Linked DNA regions of Zea mays: region 2 is linked to region 1. A link is a contact called in public Hi-C data. All regions are on one chromosome and are shown on one strand. Each heading gives the region's core, a stretch centred on a gene start, on an enhancer-like site or on the middle of the called end of the contact. The rest is flanking DNA. Distances are from core to core; before and after follow the strand shown. Region 1 holds the start of LOC103635758 (importin subunit beta-1). Region 2 holds the start of LOC100274920.

What was found. Hi-C and Micro-C count contacts between places; a contact is called where the count stands out from the background.
Region 2: a Hi-C map of ear shows a contact between it and region 1, with 2.7 times the contacts expected there. The contact joins the promoter of LOC100274920 here to the promoter of LOC103635758 in region 1. A contact is called at or near these places in 2 of 25 Hi-C or Micro-C datasets (ear and tassel).

The regions. Positions count from the first base shown.
Region 1 is chr8:118,393,114-118,396,797 of Zm-B73-REFERENCE-NAM-5.0, reverse strand. LOC103635758 (importin subunit beta-1) reads left to right here and starts at 1,552. Exons shown (of 3, transcript XM_008658136.3): 1 at 1,552-1,830.
Region 2 is chr8:118,667,098-118,670,781 of Zm-B73-REFERENCE-NAM-5.0, reverse strand. It overlaps LOC100274920, which reads right to left and starts at 1,749. Exons shown (of 12, transcript NM_001152741.2): 1 at 1,495-1,749; 2 at 1,288-1,402; 3 at 370-440. The coding sequence starts at 1,669.

The DNA of each region.
Region 1 (3,684 bases), core at 303-2,802:
TGGGAGAAGGTAATTGGGATGTGGGACCATCTCGACTTGATGAAGGGTCCCTGCACCCCGACATGTTGTACCCTTCTCTGTGCCTCCTTCTTCTGCTTTTTGTTGGCTGGCTCTGAGCATTACCCGCCTGTTATCGGGAGTACCAGCTTCGTAGCCGAAGCAGCTCCAGCTTGGTTGTTGAACGAAGCCATCAACTCAAAAAATGGAAGTGAGTACACCGGAGGTGGGCCCCAATGTTGGGGACTTGTTCTCAAATGCTTCGAATTAAGAACAAGGCAACATAAAATGTTAAATATTAATGCCCTTCATCCACTGAAGCATTATCTCCCCAAGGATTTAATGAACTTCGGACGAAGGCCATGAGCAAGATATCACGAAGGTTATACCTTCATGATTAGAGTTATAAAACAATGTGGGATGGAATATAAAAAATATGAAACATAAGAGAATGATATATCAAAAACACATAAGATTATTCACATATTTTATTATACAAATCTAAAAAATAAAACATAATATTTAGGTACATTTATACCTTCGCCTTGGTAGAAAGCAATAATTCCAGCGTAATGTGTCATCGATTACAAGATTGCGTGAACAGTACAGGGGTACTGTTCACCTATTTATAGGCACATGGCGCAGCCTGTGTATAATTACATTTATGCCCTTTACAATCAACTACAATAATGACACAGAATATCATGGGTCTTTAGGTCATTTCATCTTTAAGTCGGTTCACCCCTTCGTCTTGAGACATGTCACTGTGCCGAAGCTTTATAGGCGATAGCTTCGGCACTGCTTTTGAGAGGACCTGCCGAAGGTGTTTCTTTCTTTAGGATTTTCGGCTATGAAGCATACCCCCAACAGTTAGCTTGAGGACGAAGGTCTAATAAAACAATATTAAACAAAATGATAATGGACAATGAAGTATGAAACTCATCTCCTCATGCTTAGCATTATTTATTTCATCCTCCTTCGAAGGCTAAGCGAAATAAAGCTTAAGGCCCTTAAAAGATGAATTTATACATGACACTGTTCAACTATTTATAGGAAAGATAAATAGTTTAACATGAAATTATAAACATGTCTATAACGTTTACCCGCATGATTTACAAAAGATATATGGACATCGTTATTTTTTTACGAGTCTCAAACTTCTTTGTCTTCGCGTACTTCGCGCCCAAAATCCTTTTTCACGACCATCAATCTTTTGAATTATCTCATATCTTTTTGTTACTTTAGGGCTAGTTTGGGAACACCGTTTTTGCGAGGAATTCCAAATTTCCCAAAGGAAAATGAACTAATTTCTCTTAGAAAAATTGAAATCCCTTGAAAAAATAGTGTTCCCAAACTAGCCCTTAGTTTTTTTTCTCTATAAAAGCTACTTAGTACTTCGTTGTAATAATTGATGGCTATGTGCAAAACTCTTCCAGAGTTCGAAATATAATTTATTTTTTCTAAAAAATCCCACGTTTTGTTTTTTCACATAATCACAGAAGTAGCGCGTAGAATAATTTTCCAATAAAAAAAGAAAATGGAAATTTGAATACTGGCACCGGCGCTGGCACAGTCACTTCTCAAAACCCCGCCCGCAAGCAGGCCGCCCGCCTCCCACCTCCTATAAACCCTAGCCGCCTCATTTTCATTCCTCCTCTCCCTCGCCGGAGTTGAGTTTCATTTGAATAGGCGGGTGGGAAAGCATCCTAAACCACCCTCCGCTATCCCCAACCGCCCCGAACCATAGCCTCCCCTCCGTGTCGCCGTCCGGATCTCGTGGGTTCGCGTGCAGCGGGGATCCGTCCAGGCTTGGATTGATTTCTTATCTGCGCGGTAAGGAAACCTAATCCCGTTTTTTGCTCGGATAAATTGTTTTTGTCGGTGGTGGGATCATTCGCTTCGATGCTGCCGCTCTAATCTTATTGTTGGTTTCAATCGAATCCGTAGAGTTCGTCGGGGATGTGCTTGCTTCCTGCGTGAGTAATGCAGTGCTCTAGTAGAGGTTCATTTTCCGTTTTTTTTTTGTTTGGGGTTTAGCGGAATCCTCCTGCCCCCTGTCATATAGGTGTTGATTTGCGCGGTAGGCTTTATTTCGCTGCCTTGCGAGTTATAGGGTTATCCGTAGTTTTCAGCGTTTTGAAGTTGTTCATGCTTCATATCACGATTTGAAAGATGATTATGTTCACTAAGTATCGGTGACGGCATGAAGAAGGATTTAGGGCTTTCACACTGGGTAACCGTTCCAAACGATTCTGCACAAGTGCTTCTGTTGTTGCGGAGTCCTCTTTTGGCAGTGTTCCCTGTTGCCAATGTTTGGGCAAAGCTAGCCGGTAATGAAGTTGGGGTCAGCTCCACTAAAATGATAGAATTTTAAGCTAGATATCTAAAGGATTTGTTAAGAAACTATAGTATTTCGTCGGGGTTGGTGGACCCCTGTGAAAGGGCCTAGCTCAGCTTCTGTAATGTTGTAATAAATACCTCCATCTGGCCTGGCTTCAATCAAATCCTGTGAAGCACTTTGGTGTCCACATGCCTTAGAAGCTAGGATCTTGTCAGGTTTGCCTTTTTTATTTCTTGGATTTTAACTGAGACACAGGCTGTATGTGCTTAATGGGGGTCTTTAATATGGTTGAAACTCATGATCATGTTGTGCCTAAGTTTGGTCGAACAATGCATTCATACATTGGGGTGTAGATATGCGTGTTTGTTCTCTGGGGTGATATAGCTTTGTTATCTGTCAGTCGATATCATTTAGTTTGCATTGGATGCTGATGATATTAGGGTACTAACCTGTTCGTCCTAAAATATATTTATTTGCAATTTTTTCATTGTCCATTGGTAGCTCTGTTGCACAGTGCTCTTTTCTGTTTTTAATTTTGGTGTACAATATTTACAGTGTTGCTTTTCTTTATGTTTTTTTCTGGAACACACAAGAGGGCTGCATATCATTATATTAAGAAGGAATATTTATGTTTTTTGGTCATGTAATATTCAGTTGTTCATGAATATTGTTGCTGTGTAATTTCTTCATTGTCCATAGGCTGCACGGTGTCCTTTTCTTTTATTAGGTTAAAAATCGTTTATGGCGTTAATCATTTTCTGCTGAAGTTGTATACTTGTATTGTATGATTTATGGCTTCTCTGAGCATGCTCTTTAGCTTTGAATGGTCAATCAGATGCATTGGTTGATTTAGCTGTTTAGTGATAATCTTGGATTGTTGATGAGGCTAAGCAAATATTATGGGTATGTGCTTTAATATGGATGAAATTTTTTCCTACAGTACCCAAGGTTTTAAAGTCAGCTAGTCGACTCTAGTCGCCTGAGCACCGATAAGGTGACTAATCGCGATTAGTCGTCGATTTACTCGATTAGTCGACTCCTAGTCGTCCACCTATAACAAGACCATATGTATATATCGATATATAAAGTTGTAGAAGGACTGCAATACAACAGTACACTAGTTGTAGCAGGATAGCAGTACACTGATTTCAGCAGCACACTGATTCAGTGGTGGACCCAAGATTTCTTGACTGGGTATGCGAGATCAAGAGATGTCCTAGGCACATTGCCGTAGTGGCCTAGTGGGTCGGGAGGATAGCCGCGGAAGGCAGAAACTAATGGGTATGATAAGATCGTGGAGGAAGTTTTGAAGAGTAGAGATAGTGTTGCATACATACATATACTAT
Region 2 (3,684 bases), core at 500-2,999, 270 kb before region 1:
TTATACCACCAATACCAAAAAAAACATAAGGCAATGTAGGATTATAATATATTTGCATTGGATGTTCAAACAATAAGCGGTCTACAGTCTGTACAACCCACCCAATATACAGCAACAACAACATCAAAGTCTTTTAGTCCCAAGCAAGTTGGGGTAGCAACAGAAAACACAAGTCAATGTTCTATTTTCCATGCACTCATATAAGGATAAACTCATCCCTTCAAGTCTACTTTTACTGCATCTTCTCATGTCAACTCTGGCATTCTCTTGCCTCTCCTCCCATTGCTATCGTGTCTTAGAATTCCACTACGCATTGATGCCACCCAATATATAGAATTAACCTTATATAAAGTAGAGTTGTAAAATAACCTCTAAAAACTGCAGAAGGGGCAACTTGTTGGGTTGCTTTGAGCTTTTCCACTGCGTCTTGACGTCTTCCACTGCACGAAGAATTCATAATTTTACTGAAATAACTCAACGCTGCTCAGGATGAATGATCTAACTGGAAAAATAATTCAAGGACCCAGTTCAGGGTTATATATATCACTAGTAGGCTGTAGCTCAACCTAATTATACCACAAGTAGTAATTATCCACAACAGATATTGATCATATTCGAAAGTTGTAATGTTAAAGTAAAACGTTTGTAAAAGGTATATTCTCCATTTGTTTATCCTCCAGATTCAGACTACCTCATGAGTTAATGCATAAACAATATCCCAATTTGCACTCTGGTCTCTGGAAGACACATCCACTCATCCTATGTTCTTTATATAATGTATGCTATGCCCAAATCCTTCCTAAATATCACGGATATATAAATCTAAATAACTTAAGGTCAGAGGACAAATTGAGCAAAAAGAAGAGCCAAAACCACCATGATACAGGGCACAGGGTTAGCAAAAGCTGCCAAATTTTTTATTGGATTGAAAGCCGAAGTGCAAAAGGTATGAGATTCGACGTTGATGTATCATCTGTACTATCATCATGCACCAATACATTTCCAATATGCACACATTCACTCTAGTAGGGGAGCATGCACCCACAAGACAAGCACACCTCCTCCAATCTGCTCAGCTTTGTCAAGTGCACTCTAGTGTCATACTATCATATATGCCCAAACATGCCTAACTACTTCACCTATACCAAGCTAAAACTCTATAACTAGCCGCCCAGATCAAGATCAATTGGCCCAAACCGGATCCACCACATTGCAGCTTTGAGGGTCCGCGACATTTGTAAAAGAAATGTTCGCATTTACAAAAATGAGTGGTGCAGCGCACCGCACCTCCGGTAAAGCAGCGTGGACATAGCGAGCATGAGCAACCCAACAGCTTCGGCACTGCCCTCGCCTCCTCCCTGCAGGTTCGAGGCGCCTTGCTCCAGTATCCGCATCGCCTCCTCTGGCACACCAGCGACAGCGGTCCAGGGCACATGAGCGAGTCCTCAAAACCCTAATGCACACTAGCGCAAATAGAGGGGGCGAAGGGGGAACCTGGCGAGCTCCGGTGCACGGCGCCGCCGAGGGCGTAGCGGACCATCTCCGCCGCCACCCTTTCGGTCTGCGTCGCGCCGCCGCCGGCGGCGGTGACAGTAAACTGGCGGGAGCCCCGCGGCTTCGGAGCGATGAGGGCCCTCCTAACAACCGATCGGATCCAGCTCATCGCCATGGCTGCACGCCTGCGCCGGCGCCGCGTATCGGGGCGCTAGAAGCGGCGTAGAGCCTGGAAGCTGGAAGAATACCAAGGGTGACGTGTTCACTCAGTTCACAAGTACATGACAACTTTGATATTTTTCAAAAACTTTATTCAAAATATTTATTCAAAAATATAAAATTTTAAGTCAAACATAAACTACCTTAAATAATAAAACAAATCAAAAAAATAAATGATAACTTTTTTTGAATAAGATGAGTGGTCAAAAAATTTTAAAAAGTCAACGGTGTCATATATTTATGAACGGAGTGGTACTATATCTGTATGATTGGTTGGTTGGGCCTCCGTGCCTAGACCTCGTGCATGCGTTGACCGCACTTGGGCAGGTGCACGATCATGACTTTTTTACCCTCATTGGCTTGCATGCGTGGGGAAGTAAGAATCCTCCATCTCAACCGATGTAGGTCTGCCTCAGTCAGGCGTGGAGGATGCTAGCAACCAAACATGAGGTATAAGAACACAGTGTAGGCGTCTACAGTGTATACTGAGCTCCCACCGAACACCGGTCAATCCTATCCTTTCCTTCGTCCCCAGCATGTCGCTCCTCGTTACAAGTCTACCACGCCACCTCAATCTCCACCTTCCTACCGTGCCCCCGTCAACCCGCCACCTTCCTTCGTCACCACCACATCGGGCTTCGCCTCCACGCCGCAGACTGCGCTCCTTCCTCGCCCTCACGGGCGCTGATTTGGGGGAGGGGGCTCCTGTGGAATGCACGACCTTCCATCCTTGGACCAGTGGATCTTCAGATGGCAATCGCTACTTCCTCGCCATCGGTTCGGCCCCACCCTTGACCCCGCGCTACCTTCAATCCTCGCCACCACGCCGATCTCGCCTTCCACAGGATCCCCCCAAAATTTGCGCCCCCAACCCGCGTTCCAAATGCCGGTCCTCGCATTCCATCTATATTCCCCTTCCATTCTCTTCCCCGCGCCCGGGATCTACCTTCCATCCTTGCCACCACGCCACGACTACTATTAAAGAAAGAGAAAGGGGTACCATATGCGATACAATCACCACGCCACCATCCTCCACGCACCCGCCGTGGGGACATCTTCAATTTCTATGGTTGCATCAGTATCAGATTCAGAATAAGCAATGAACATTGATTCCAAAGTAAGCATTCCAACTCTTCCATAGTGATGCAAGATGTTCGATTTGATTTATCTATTATGTACTAATCTTATTGAGAATCAAAACAAGTAGTTATTGGTGTTCAGTCAGGAGTATGCATAGAAATATTTTGCTGTAACCGAAGAATACATTGATTTAACTTTATTAAAATTTTGAAGTACCGAAATAGTTCACACCACCTACCTATCCAATTCATCTAATCTCATGTCTAAGCATTCAGTTCTAAGCCTTTTACTGTTGTAAGCATTAGTCAATGGCTCCAAGCAGTCATTTAACCCTTTTACTGCTTCTAGATAAAAGTATGAAATGTCAACACCATGATCGAAGAGCATAAATCTAATGTGTGTTTCTGTTTTCCTAAAACAACAGAGTTATCACGACTCGCCTGAGACCAACCCCGGGTGGGAGACGCAGTCACGACTCGCCCGAGGCCAACCCCGGACAAGCAATGCATTTCCGACTCGCCCGAGGACATCTTGGGCGATGCTCTAGAATGTGATATATGTTTATTCAGTCAAAATGAATCTTTTGGCCAGAAGTACAAACACTCATTGCTATGTTAACTATTAATTAATGTTGAAATCCCCTTATATATTCTTGCAGAAAGGAGGCCAATAAAAGCTTCAACGACAAGAGCTTGAACAAAAAAATCGAAGGTAACTTGTGCTCATCTTTCTTTCCTTTTCCTACCGAATTCTTCATTGTTTTTTAAACTGCACAATAAAGTGTTTGGTTTAGGATCTCTTTAGGTTGTGCGGATTTTACTTTAATGTCTTGACTGTGAAAAAGCAAATAAAGACTAAAAACATATATTGTTAGATTTACAATGTCCAACT